Regions from separate parts of the Ovis aries genome. Here regions 1, 2 and 3 are each linked to region 4. The links are chromatin contacts, called in public Hi-C maps. All regions are on one chromosome and are shown on one strand. The core of a region is the stretch at or near the end of the contact, and the rest is flanking DNA. Distances in the headings are between cores, read along the strand shown. Region 1 overlaps TFEC (transcription factor EC). Region 2 overlaps TFEC (transcription factor EC). Region 3 holds the start of CAV1 (caveolin 1). Region 4 overlaps TFEC (transcription factor EC).

Region 1 (2,700 bases), core at 129-2,628, 140 kb before region 4:
GAATGAACTGTAATGAAATGTAATGCAAGAGAATGTGCACCATTTTCATTGTTTATCACTTTTTTTTTTTTTTTTTAGCAAAAGGGTTTTCAAATACTTTGCCCTTTAAGCACTTAACAAGAGAGTAAGATGGTTACTAGATTTATAAGATTTTCTTTTCCTCTAGCACTTAGGATATGGTCACCCCACTTTATATAGTCATCACTTTATTTTCTGCACTGACTTCAATTCTAAATAATGGCTTACTTGATACAGGTGCCAGCATTAAATCCTCCCCTTGCAATGGGGAAAAGATAAGAAAGTAATATTTCTATCTGAATGTGTACATTTTTTCCTTCAAAAATAGATATGAAGAATAACCTTTTGGCCTACTTAACTGCCTATGGGGTCAATAAATGGAAATTTCTATCATCCAAATCCCATTTAAGTTATATTTTTCAAATATATAGCTTATCCCCTTTTTGTACTCAGTATAGCAGGCATTTGACTAACATGTCTGTGTATTGATAATTAGCAGTTGAGAGACCCTTAGCCTGAGAGGGACTAGATAGGAGGGACAGGATACTGGAATATGAACCACACAATAAAGGTACCACAGACAGTAAGAAAATAAATGCCTTTCCCCTCTTATTCACCTGTTCAGCAGTGAGTACTTGAGAACAGCAATGTTAGATGCAGAAAGAGAAGGGAGATATTTCTTTCCTGAGACCCAGGAAGTTCGAAAGAAGATTTTGACACATCAGTTGGTGGAGTATATTGAAGTAATACATTTAGCATCCTTATTGGAAGAATCAGACATATTAGAATGACTAATCATGAACTCATCCACAGAATTTGCATATCCTATTCATCTTTTAAGGGCTTCCCAGGTGGCTCAGTGGTAAAGAATCCTCCTACCAATGCGGGAGATGCAAGTTTGATCCCTGGGTTGAGAAGATTCCCTGGAGTAGGAAATGGCAACCCACTCCCATAATCTTGCCTGGAGAATCCCATGGACAGAGGAGCCTGGCGGGCTGCAGTCCAGATTGTTTCCAAGGGTTGGACACGACTGAGCACACATGTATTCATCTCTAAACAGAAGGATTTTGCTCTTAACTTTTGAATACAGTTGTAATTTTAAGAAATCAGTGCATTTTTGTTATCCAGTCCCTTTAAGAAATACAAGTTGCTCAAGAAACTAGTCATCATACTTTACAGTATGGTGTCCTTTTTATTTAATTTTTTTCTTTTTTAAATGAGGGGCTGAAGGTTGTTTTTCCTTTAATCAACTCTAGCTGAAGCTTCTGTGACTCTGAAGTCTTCAAGCACAGATTTCCAAATCTGACTTTGAAGTATTTCAGCCCAGTTTCACCGAAGTCAAGAGATTCATTACTGACTCATTCTTAAGGAATTTTCAACACGCAGTGTTTAAGCTCATCCAACGTCACCATGGTTACCAAAGAGACACCACAGCCCAAGATGAGCATTAAGCCTTTGTCTTAAGATGCCCTGGCACATCTGAACTTGTCTTCTGGCTGTTCACTTAATTCCTCAGAAAACTTATGACTCTATCAGTGCCTCCATAAAATAGCACTTTACCACACATTCTCGTTAGATACGTCCTGCCCCGCCCTGACTTCTCCCAATTTGAGTGCTCAGTGAGAACTCTTAACGTTGAACTAGATATTCATATACATGAAAGGACTCACTGGGGTACATGCGTGTGTTTTGAGCAAACAACCTAAAACACATTCTTGCTTGATTAATGAGAGTTTTTTTCATGTATTTACTAGATGTTTAAATAGCTTTAACTAAGTATTTTGCCTCTTCATGGGCTGACAACATGTCATTGTAGCTTCTATTTAATCTGATAATGTATTTTGAAACCCTCAAGACATCATTAACCTTTCATATTGTTTTGAATGGCATTTTATGCTGACATTTTTAAAGGAGACTATTGATTTTTCTTCAGTGATACTTTTCCCCAGGATATCTTGACCTTCAAACAATAACACAAACAACTTGTACCCAAGTATCTTTACTAGAGCCCGCCATTGAATGCAGAAACATTTGAATTGACATTCTCAAGTAGTGACTAACTTTGAAAGCATCATGGCATAGTTCAAAGGAGGGCTGGAGTTAGGAGTCTAGAGACCTGGCTAAGTCCCACTGATCCTCTCTCTCACAGTTACACTGAATAGAACAGAGGAAAGATTGTTGGATTTGAGGAGTCTAGGAAATAACAGGCCTGAGTGTGGGTTGGACATCTACAAATATATTGAAGTCACCAAGAACAGTAACTTCAAAATTGGTAAAGGAGTACGTCAAGGCTGTATATTGTCACTCTCTTTTTTTTAACTTATATGCAGAGTACATCATGTGAAATGCCAGGCTGGATGAATTACAAGCTGGAATCAAGATCACTGGGAGAGAGAACAAACTCAGACATGGAAATGATATCACCCTAATAGCAGAAAATGAAGAGGAACTAAACAGCCTCTCGATTAGGGCGAAAGAGGAAAGTGAAAAGCTGGCTTAAAACAACATTCAAAAAACATTTGAATGGCATCTGGTCCCATCATTTCATGGCAAATAGATGGGGGAAAAGTAGAAACAGTGGCAGATTTTATTTTCTTGGGCTCTAAAATCACTGTGGATGGTAGCTGCAGCTATGAGATTAAAAGACACTTACTCCTTGGAAGAAAAGCAATGATAAACCTA
Region 2 (2,700 bases), core at 132-2,631, 190 kb after region 4:
GGTTAATTCTATCGAATCTGATAGAGCATCAGAGGCTCCTCTCCATCAAGTGGTGTATGTGAGTCTGGACTAGTTTGTGCAGGAGACTCTTAACTTTCCTCCTGGACCCACAGCGAGACCAGATTTCCCAACCTTTCTTGCAATGGCCATGAGACTCAGATCTGGCATTGAAATGTGGGAAGAAATTATGTGCTCTGTTTCCTGGTCTGAGCTATAAATACTCCTCCATTTTTTAGCTGGATGTCTGTATACTAAGGGCATCTATGAAAACCACATGTTGAAATAAGCGTATCTCTCAGCTTGGGTCCTCCAAAGACTGCAGAGGAAAGCACCATCCCCTACCCCATCCCACTCTCCAGCACTAGTGGGCATTTACATGAGCAAAATCTGAGTTACCAAAATTTCGGGGTTTATCTGTTACAGCAGCTGCACTTGGATTAAACACAGCCACCCACGACAGAGGCTAGGCTCACAGCCAGACTGGTTACTCAGCTGTTGGCTGCCTGCTCCCCTCTCCCTCACAGCTGTGGGGGTCCCAGTATTCTTTCCTGCCCAAGGAGGTAGTTTTAGACATACAGGGTGAGTAAGATGGCTAGGAGACACTGTCTTGGAGATGTTTCTCAAGGCAAAATCTTTCATTTTTGCATGTCTTGTGACAAGAACTTTCCATGGCCATGCAGTGAGTCAGAAGCAAAGCAAAGATTCATGTTCTCATCTGCTAGGGCATCTCCCCACCTCCAGGATGGGCTCTAGGCTCTGTGCTGTGAGATGTGGGGAATCAATCACAATAAGGGTCGGGAAATCAGGATTCTACCTTCTGTCGTAGACCACTGAGAAGACTTTAAGCCCAGCAGCTTCAAATAGTTTAAAATCAGCTGGAAAATCCCTTTTTGGTCTAAATATAGGACCGCTCAATCCTTCTCCCAAGTGACTTTATCCCATTAGTATCTGTACGTAATTAGAAATGCATATTCTCATTGTTTAATCTCTAACCTACATAGTCTGATTCACTTATACAAAGCAGAAAATTGAAAGTTCTACCCTATAGTGTCATCACACTTAGCAGCTAAGTGCTGCCACCAAGATGTACAAGCAAGTTAGTTTAAGAATTGGGGAGGAAACATGTTCTAACAGGATTCTTGAGGCTCTGGACTCTGGGTCTGGTCACCAGGACCAGCTTGTTTCCTCCAGAAAAGAATTCATGAAGTTCCCGCTGTTTTGTGGGTCCTCAGAGAATTTAGGAACGTTTCTTCAGCCCTACTCTGAGAAGAAAGATTTCTCCAGAGCAGTGTAAAAAGCACAAGGCAAAGAATGAGGGAGGAGGCTCATGACATGTAGCAGGCCTCTGTTTGCAGAGAAACAGCTAAGCTGGGAGTGCCTTGCTCAGCCTATATTTAGTTTGTCCAGTGACATCTTTGCACCTCAACACCATCTCTCATGCTAGCAAAGGCCAGAGACCAATCATTTTTCTCATTGTAACAAGGCTGTGACTCACTAGTTCTAAAAAATATATGAGAACAATAAGACCCAAGGGGACAAGAAAATTCAAAAAAATAATAATTAAAAAAACAGTTGAGCATTCCCTGTAGGCTGAATTTAAAAAAAAAAAGATAGTCCTAGAAGTTTTCCAAGAGGCCTCTAGCAAGCTCTTTTATCGTTAGAGGACAAATTCAAACTGCACCACACACTAGTTTATAATTTCCAATGATGTCTGAAAAACATAAGCCTATTTTTATAATGAGTGTTTGCAAAACAAAAAAAACTGTTAGCACCAACCACAGAACAGCACTGTGTCTCACTGCCAATAGTCTTTGAGAGGCTGACTCCAAATGGGAGAGGAGCCACATTCAAGCCAAGTGGTGGCCTGTTTTGGTTTTGTCTTGACCCCCCTAAAAGGTTAAAGACAAACTGAATATTTTTCAGCCAAATCTCTTCTAAATCTATGCATAACTTACTGCAGAGGTTGGCAAACTTTTTCTGGACCAGAGAGTAAATATTTTGAGGCTTTGTAGGACATACGGTCTTTGTCACAACTAGTCAACTTTGCCATTCCACACACTGGCTGTGTTCCAATAAAACTCTATTTTATTGGGAAAAAATAGGCAGCAGGCTGAAGTGAGCCTGTGGCTATAGTTTGCTAATCTCTGACTTAGTGGTCAGAGCCACCATTGATGAGGCCAGACTCACAAATACTACCTAGGGCTTCACCCTGGGTCCTATGGCCAGGTATGTTCCCCCATCCCCACCCCAGTAAGCTGTTTCAAAAACTCTGTCCTGGTCAAGAAAGCCAAGCAAGAGAAAGTGAATCTATCCTTGTTTTTCTATCAGCACCACAATATTATCACTCAAACTCTAACTTTGTAGGAAACAGAAAGTTACTGGAAATCTGAAATGACTATATATTCTTTTAAGTCTGAACCTGAAAAGAGAATGAAATCTCTGGCAACTCCTGCATCCATCAACAGGAATTGGACTCTAAACAAACTAACTTCTATGAGGTTGAGCCTTTGTAAGACCCGACTTTCGAGATAACAAATAGACCAAGTTCCAGGGCCATAATATAAGATTTGGTTTCCAGGAAGGACTGACATCAGAGCTGTGCAAGGAATATTTGTGGCATGAGGCACATGGTTGAGTGGTCCACCCAAGTCTGGTCATTTCTGATTTCATAGTACCTGATTGAGGTTCTTTAGCAAAATA
Region 3 (2,700 bases), core at 154-2,653, 130 kb after region 4:
TTCTCCTCCTTCTGTACTCATATTCCCTTTTCTAGACTGCCATGTATCCTGTGCCATTTCTGGTATAGTCCTAACTTTTTCAAGTCATAATCTGACTTTTGACAGCATGTGGAACATAATGTAAAATTTCCTTTTCATTTTTGGAGAGTGAATTTCCTAACAATAATAAGTGAACTTGTCTTAAAGTAAAATGACTGATTATTGCTCAATTCATCTTGTGCTGATTTATAATAAGGTAGAGAAGCTCCCGATTTAGGAAGTTTCTTAGATAAGATATTTTAACTCCTAAAAACTTTTTTAAATTTTTAATCAATTACTAAAAAAAAGAAAAAAAAACAAGCCTCCTTTAACTCACAGTCAAGTACTTTAAAAAATGTCTGGAAAACTTGAAACTCCAATTAAATATTTGTACAACTGTAAATATTTTATGTATTTTGTAAACATGGCATAACCTGTTGGCACAGATTTCCTTTGTTCCAGAAAATAAAATTGTAGAAAAGTTAAACATTTTTATTTCTTATTTCAAAGCATTTGGGAGACGTTTCAGAAGTAGTTGCTGCTGCTGCTGCTGCTGCTAAGTCGCTTCAGTCGTGTCCGACTCTGTGCGACCCCATAGACTGCAGCCCACCAGGCTTCCCCGTCCCTGGGATTCTCCAGGCAAGAACACAGTGGCGATTGGTAAACGTTAAATTCTGCAGGCCTGTTTTTCCAAGTTTCCATTCGCACAGACTAAATGTAAACCAGTGTCACCAACAGCACACCACACACGCACCCACACGGATTCCTTCCTTGTGTTTAGGTATGAAATACACCTAAAGATTCTGGGTCACTTTTCATCCCTTCCTGATAGTTGTATCTTAGGCAGCGATGGAACTTGGGCGACGGGAAGAAACGGCTTAAAACAAGGCAGAATTCTTTCTGAAGCTCGGTTGCCCATACTGGGCATCTCCGTACACGGTCTTCGTCTCCCTCCTCCCGTCCCCACCCCTGCTGGGATGATGCACTGCGAAAACATTAGCTCTCCCCAGTACGCCTCTCAGTGGCTTATAGCTGAGAAAATGTTGCCCCAGGTTTAAAATATCTGCCCAAGGAGCCCAGCGCGAGTGAAACGCTTTCTCGTTGCTCCTGACTCCCTGCGGGCTCTCCCCGCCCTCTGCTGCCCTAACCTTGGGGATGTGCCTAGACCCGGCTCAGCGCACATCCCGGCCAACCGCGAGCAGAACAAACCCTTGGCGGAGAGCCAGGAGGCTCCCTCCCAGCCACCTCCCCCCCTCCCCATCCCGCCGCTCAGCGCCTTTTTTTTTTTTTTCCTCCCATACAATACAAGATCTTCCTTCCTCAGTTCCCTTAAATCACAGCCCAGGGAAATCTACCCAGAGCCTTCAACCAGCCAAGAGCCAGAATGTCGGGGGGCAAATACGTAGACTCAGAGGTACGCCTGGGTGGGTGCGCTCCGGAACGCGGCGCGCAAGGAGAGCTGCTTCTGCTATCTCCCACTCTAAATATTCTGACTGCTTTGCTTGCCCCAGCCCTCTCTCGACGTTGGAGCACTCCTGGACTCTGGCATTGCTGAGGAATGGGCTTGGGCGGGAGGTGAAGAGGAGGCAGGAATGCTTCATGTTTTCCTATTAGGAAGGGGACCAAGGGAGCCTAGGGGCCTAGGTCTCGGAAAGAGGGGGTCGTCGGGGTCCTGAAATTGGGTTGGTCGGACTGAGGGCACGTTTCTGAATGGCTTAGGGGTTCTGCCTTATTGAGAGACCCCCATGGTCCGGCCCCTGTCTGCTGGAAAAGTGGAGAGCTAGAGTGCAGGGTGGGAACTCATTCACTTGCAGTCTTGGGGACAGTCCCCACGACTCCCCACCAGGCGCCTCAACCAGCTGGCCGGGGAGGCGGCGCGCGTCATGTTTGCACTTTCCAAAGCTCTTGGGCCGCCTCTAAAACTCTTCCTGCATCTCGGCGCCTGGCAGGGGTGCTTGAATAAAGCACCCTCCTCCTAACTACCATCCCCCCACCCCCCACCTTCCTACCACCTCCCGGAGCTCAGGCTCTGCCTGGGTGTGGAAACCTAGTTTTCCCAAACGCAGCCGCCGCGGTTCAGCAACCGGCCAGGGGTCTGGGAGTGACCTAAGGGTGGGTCTGAGGAGTTGTGCAGGTGGAATATCTTTCTAGACAGTATAGGGGTCTGACACTTGGCTCGATCCAAAGGTAGGGGATGCTGGCTTGTGTGCATCGGGGGGTGGGGGGTGTACGGGGAACTGTTCAGGGACAGAAACGGCAGAGGGAGGGTGGAGGACGCGGGCAGGTGCAAAGGATACTTGGCCAGAAAGGAACGAAAATGGGAACACTGCGTGGATCCGGGGTGGGGGTTCATCGTGGATCTTAAGGATGAAGTTAGGAATTGTGGAGAGAAGGGAAATAGGGACCAGGGACTGGAGCAGGTGAAGAGCTGGGGAGAGGGTGGCCTGGCGGAGAGAGGGGCTGGATAAAAGTCGGAAGTCGGATCCCCTCCCCTCTGGGAGTCTCCGCGGGATTCAGCCTGTTGGGAGTGAGTCGGGCTGGGACCCGGCGGACCGCGCTGCGGGGTTTGCCCTGACCCCTGGCGGTGGCGGGCGAGGGAGGCAGGAGCTCCCAGCCTGGTACCGAGGGGTGTGGTGTCCTCTCCCCGATCCTCTTAAAAAGCTTGCGGCGCCAAGGAGTTTA
Region 4 (2,700 bases), core at 160-2,659:
AGGGATTGAACTCACCTCTCTTGCCTGCATCTCCTGCCTGGGCAGGTAGGTTCTTTACCACTAGCGCCACCTGGGAAGCCCATAAGTGAAGCAGCAGCCACAGTCTGAAATCTCGAGTATCAGATCAATGTACTAACATTTTTCAAAGCTCTTATGAATATATGAATTTAGGAATTGCACTCAGAATTACCTTCTCTGTTTTGATTATTCAAAAATGAAATTTGTTAACCCTAGAAACGGTACATGGACCGAAAGCCCTTTCCTTTATGACTAAAGAGATTTCCCCTTGAAATAAGATATAAACCCTGAAAGATGAAGTATTTACCAGAAAGAGAGACTGTGTTAACCTTAAGTAAGATTATTTTAAACTAGAAGAAGATAAGGTAATGTCAATGGACAATTTTAAGTCCTCTGTTTCACTTCCTTCACTCCCCATCCAATTAGTGGGAGGGATCAGGGCTTGATAGCAACATTACCTCAGTTATAAAAGATTAGAAATTATGATTCTTTCTGTATATCTGAATTTGACTGCAGGTATAGCTGACCCTATAACACCATCATTGAATAAATTGATCCATACAGGTATAGCATTATCCATGTAAGAGGTAATTTGGTTATAAATCAATGCCTGCTTTATGGAGGCTGTACTCATTGTCTTTTTATTTACGGTCATTTGTCAAGTTTCTGAATATTTTTGGTGTGTTCTCCCAATTCATGGTTTCAGCTTGTTGGGAGAAGAAATGAACACTGATGTCTTCTCCCAAGAACCCTGTTGGAACCCATGTATTAAGTCAGCCCACCTAAAGTATAACCTCCAAATTTGAGTTAATCCAAAATCTGATTATCTTGATACAGTATGACTCTACATATAATTGTATACACAGGGATGGTTTCCTCAGAGCTATGTAGTATAGTTGCAACATAAAGGAAAAGCTTAATAAATATTATTAAAAGAAATTCTTGAAGAAATTATAAAACGACACATATGAATACATGGTATTATATTATATACGGTAATATATGTTTGCTTTAAAACAGACTGATCTGTGCTCTAATTAATGCTCTGCTACTTAATAGCTTTATGGCTAGGATTATTTAAAATAATACTAATAGTATAAAACTCTTCTATAGCCTTTACTGAGTTCTAGGCACTCCGCCAATTACTTTGTATACGTTAGCACGTTAATTCTCACAACAACCCTAACAGTATATAAGACCACTTACCCCATTTACAGTTAGGAAAACCAAGACACAGGGGGTTAAGCATAATTGTCCAATGTTACACAGCTTACATGTGGCAGAGCCAAGTTTAACATCAGACAATCTGGCTGCTTGTGACCACTTTACCTTATAGCTTCTCTTAAGGCATGTTGCTTAACTTTTCCTGAGCCTCTGTTTCTCTACTATAAAAATAGGGTGATAAGACTTGTCTTCATATGGGTTTTATAAAGAATACTTGAACAGCAGAAGCAAAATGTGTAAAGTATTGACACAAATAGGGATTCAATACATGAGATTTCCCTTCCTCCTTCTTTTCGATGGTTCCTCCACCCAATAACAGCTCAGTGAAACACTGGTCAACAATTTCTAGAGGCTCATTTTCTCTAGACTAAAAGGCCCCAAGTCCTTTGAAAATTCTTCATATGAGGAGTCAAAGGGCAGTTTCTTAAAGTGCATATATTGCATAAATGTGTTAGAGGGTATGAATTTGAGATACTAGGTTCTCCACTCCATGGTATCACCCTGACCCACTCCCACCCCAACCCCCAACACACACTTTCTGTGACCAGTGCCTCAAGAAATGAGCAGCACACAGGGCCTGAGGCATGACTAATACAGCTACATGAAGAATCAAAGGCAAGTTCTTGGCTTTAGCTCTAAATAATTTCTTGCAACTCATAGCAGGGGTCACTGTTGTGAAAGCCAAGGATTCTAATTCAGAAGATCTGAGTATTTTGAAATCAAAGGACTAATCTCTAGAGAAGACAAGGTCTAACATAAATTTGATATCATTTAACAAATAGTCTGAAAAGAAAAAATATAATGAGCTACACAACCTGACCCCAAAAAACAGCATAAAGGGATTGGAAAGAGTTCTGTGGAGGATGGAAGACAGCTTAAAAGTCTCTGAGATCCTGACATGTGTCCTGATACACTACGCTGAGGACAACAGGTTGGGGATAGGGGCTGATTTTGGATAATCCAGTCAGACATGTTTGGGGCACTCTGAGGAAAGAGGAAAAGTCCAAAGAGATAAGAACTCCTTAGAGATGCATCTGTCCCAGTATGTGGGGTAGCCACCAGGTAGAAATGACCACAGGGTAGGTCTGGGCAGTGAGGACCTGAGACAAAAAAAAAAAAAAAAAAAGGTGCTATCCTTACCCACCTCACACTGGCCCTCATCCTGAGCTTCCTAGGAGAAGCTGGAAAAGACTGAGAGTGAACTATTAATACCAGATGGGTCTGGTAAAACTACAAGAATCTTGTTCCTTAGAAGGAAAGCAATGACAAATCTAGACAGCATATTAAAAAACAGAGACATCACTTTGCTCACAAAGTTCCATATAGTCAAAGCTATGGTTTTTCCAGTAGTCATGTACAGATGTGAGAGTTGGACCATAAAGAAGGCTGAGTACTGAAAACTGTTGCTTTTAAACTGTGGTGCTGGACAAGACTTTTAAGAGTCCCTTGGACAGCAAG

What was found. Hi-C and Micro-C count contacts between places; a contact is called where the count stands out from the background.
Region 1: a contact with region 4 is called in a Hi-C map of tail adipose tissue, with 8 times the contacts expected there. The contact joins two enhancer-like sites. A contact is called at or near these places in 2 of 16 Hi-C or Micro-C datasets (both in tail adipose tissue).
Region 2: a contact with region 4 is called in a Hi-C map of tail adipose tissue, with 3 times the contacts expected there. The contact joins two enhancer-like sites. A contact is called at or near these places in 2 of 16 Hi-C or Micro-C datasets (skin fibroblasts and tail adipose tissue).
Region 3: a Hi-C map of tail adipose tissue shows a contact between it and region 4, with 2.5 times the contacts expected there. The contact joins the promoter of CAV1 here to the enhancer-like site in region 4. A contact is called at or near these places in 3 of 16 Hi-C or Micro-C datasets (hypothalamus, skin fibroblasts and tail adipose tissue).

What each region holds. Positions count from the first base shown.
Region 1 is chr4:53,648,404-53,651,103 of ARS-UI_Ramb_v3.0, reverse strand. All of the region lies in intron 2 of TFEC (transcription factor EC), which reads right to left. Among named protein-coding and RNA genes, the nearest start is that of TES, 67 kb to the left of the region's middle. Within about 2 kb of position 1,378, at least 8 of the 54 cell types and tissues checked have an H3K27ac peak or open chromatin away from gene starts, as enhancers often do. A contact at or near this core is called in tail adipose tissue, where this site is marked.
Region 2 is chr4:53,319,757-53,322,456 of ARS-UI_Ramb_v3.0, reverse strand. All of the region lies in intron 1 of TFEC (transcription factor EC), which reads right to left. Among named protein-coding and RNA genes, the nearest start is that of CAV1, 55 kb to the left of the region's middle. Within about 2 kb of position 1,381, at least 8 of the 54 cell types and tissues checked have an H3K27ac peak or open chromatin away from gene starts, as enhancers often do. A contact at or near this core is called in tail adipose tissue, where this site is marked.
Region 3 is chr4:53,374,751-53,377,450 of ARS-UI_Ramb_v3.0, reverse strand. It overlaps CAV1 (caveolin 1), which reads left to right and starts at 1,403. Exons shown (of 3, transcript NM_001009477.1): 1 at 1,403-1,432. The coding sequence starts at 1,403. The region is part of intron 1 of TFEC (transcription factor EC); the gene reads right to left.
Region 4 is chr4:53,507,165-53,509,864 of ARS-UI_Ramb_v3.0, reverse strand. The region is part of intron 2 of TFEC (transcription factor EC); the gene reads right to left. Among named protein-coding and RNA genes, the nearest start is that of CAV2, 100 kb to the right of the region's middle. Within about 2 kb of position 1,409, at least 5 of the 54 cell types and tissues checked have an H3K27ac peak or open chromatin away from gene starts, as enhancers often do. A contact at or near this core is called in tail adipose tissue, where this site is marked.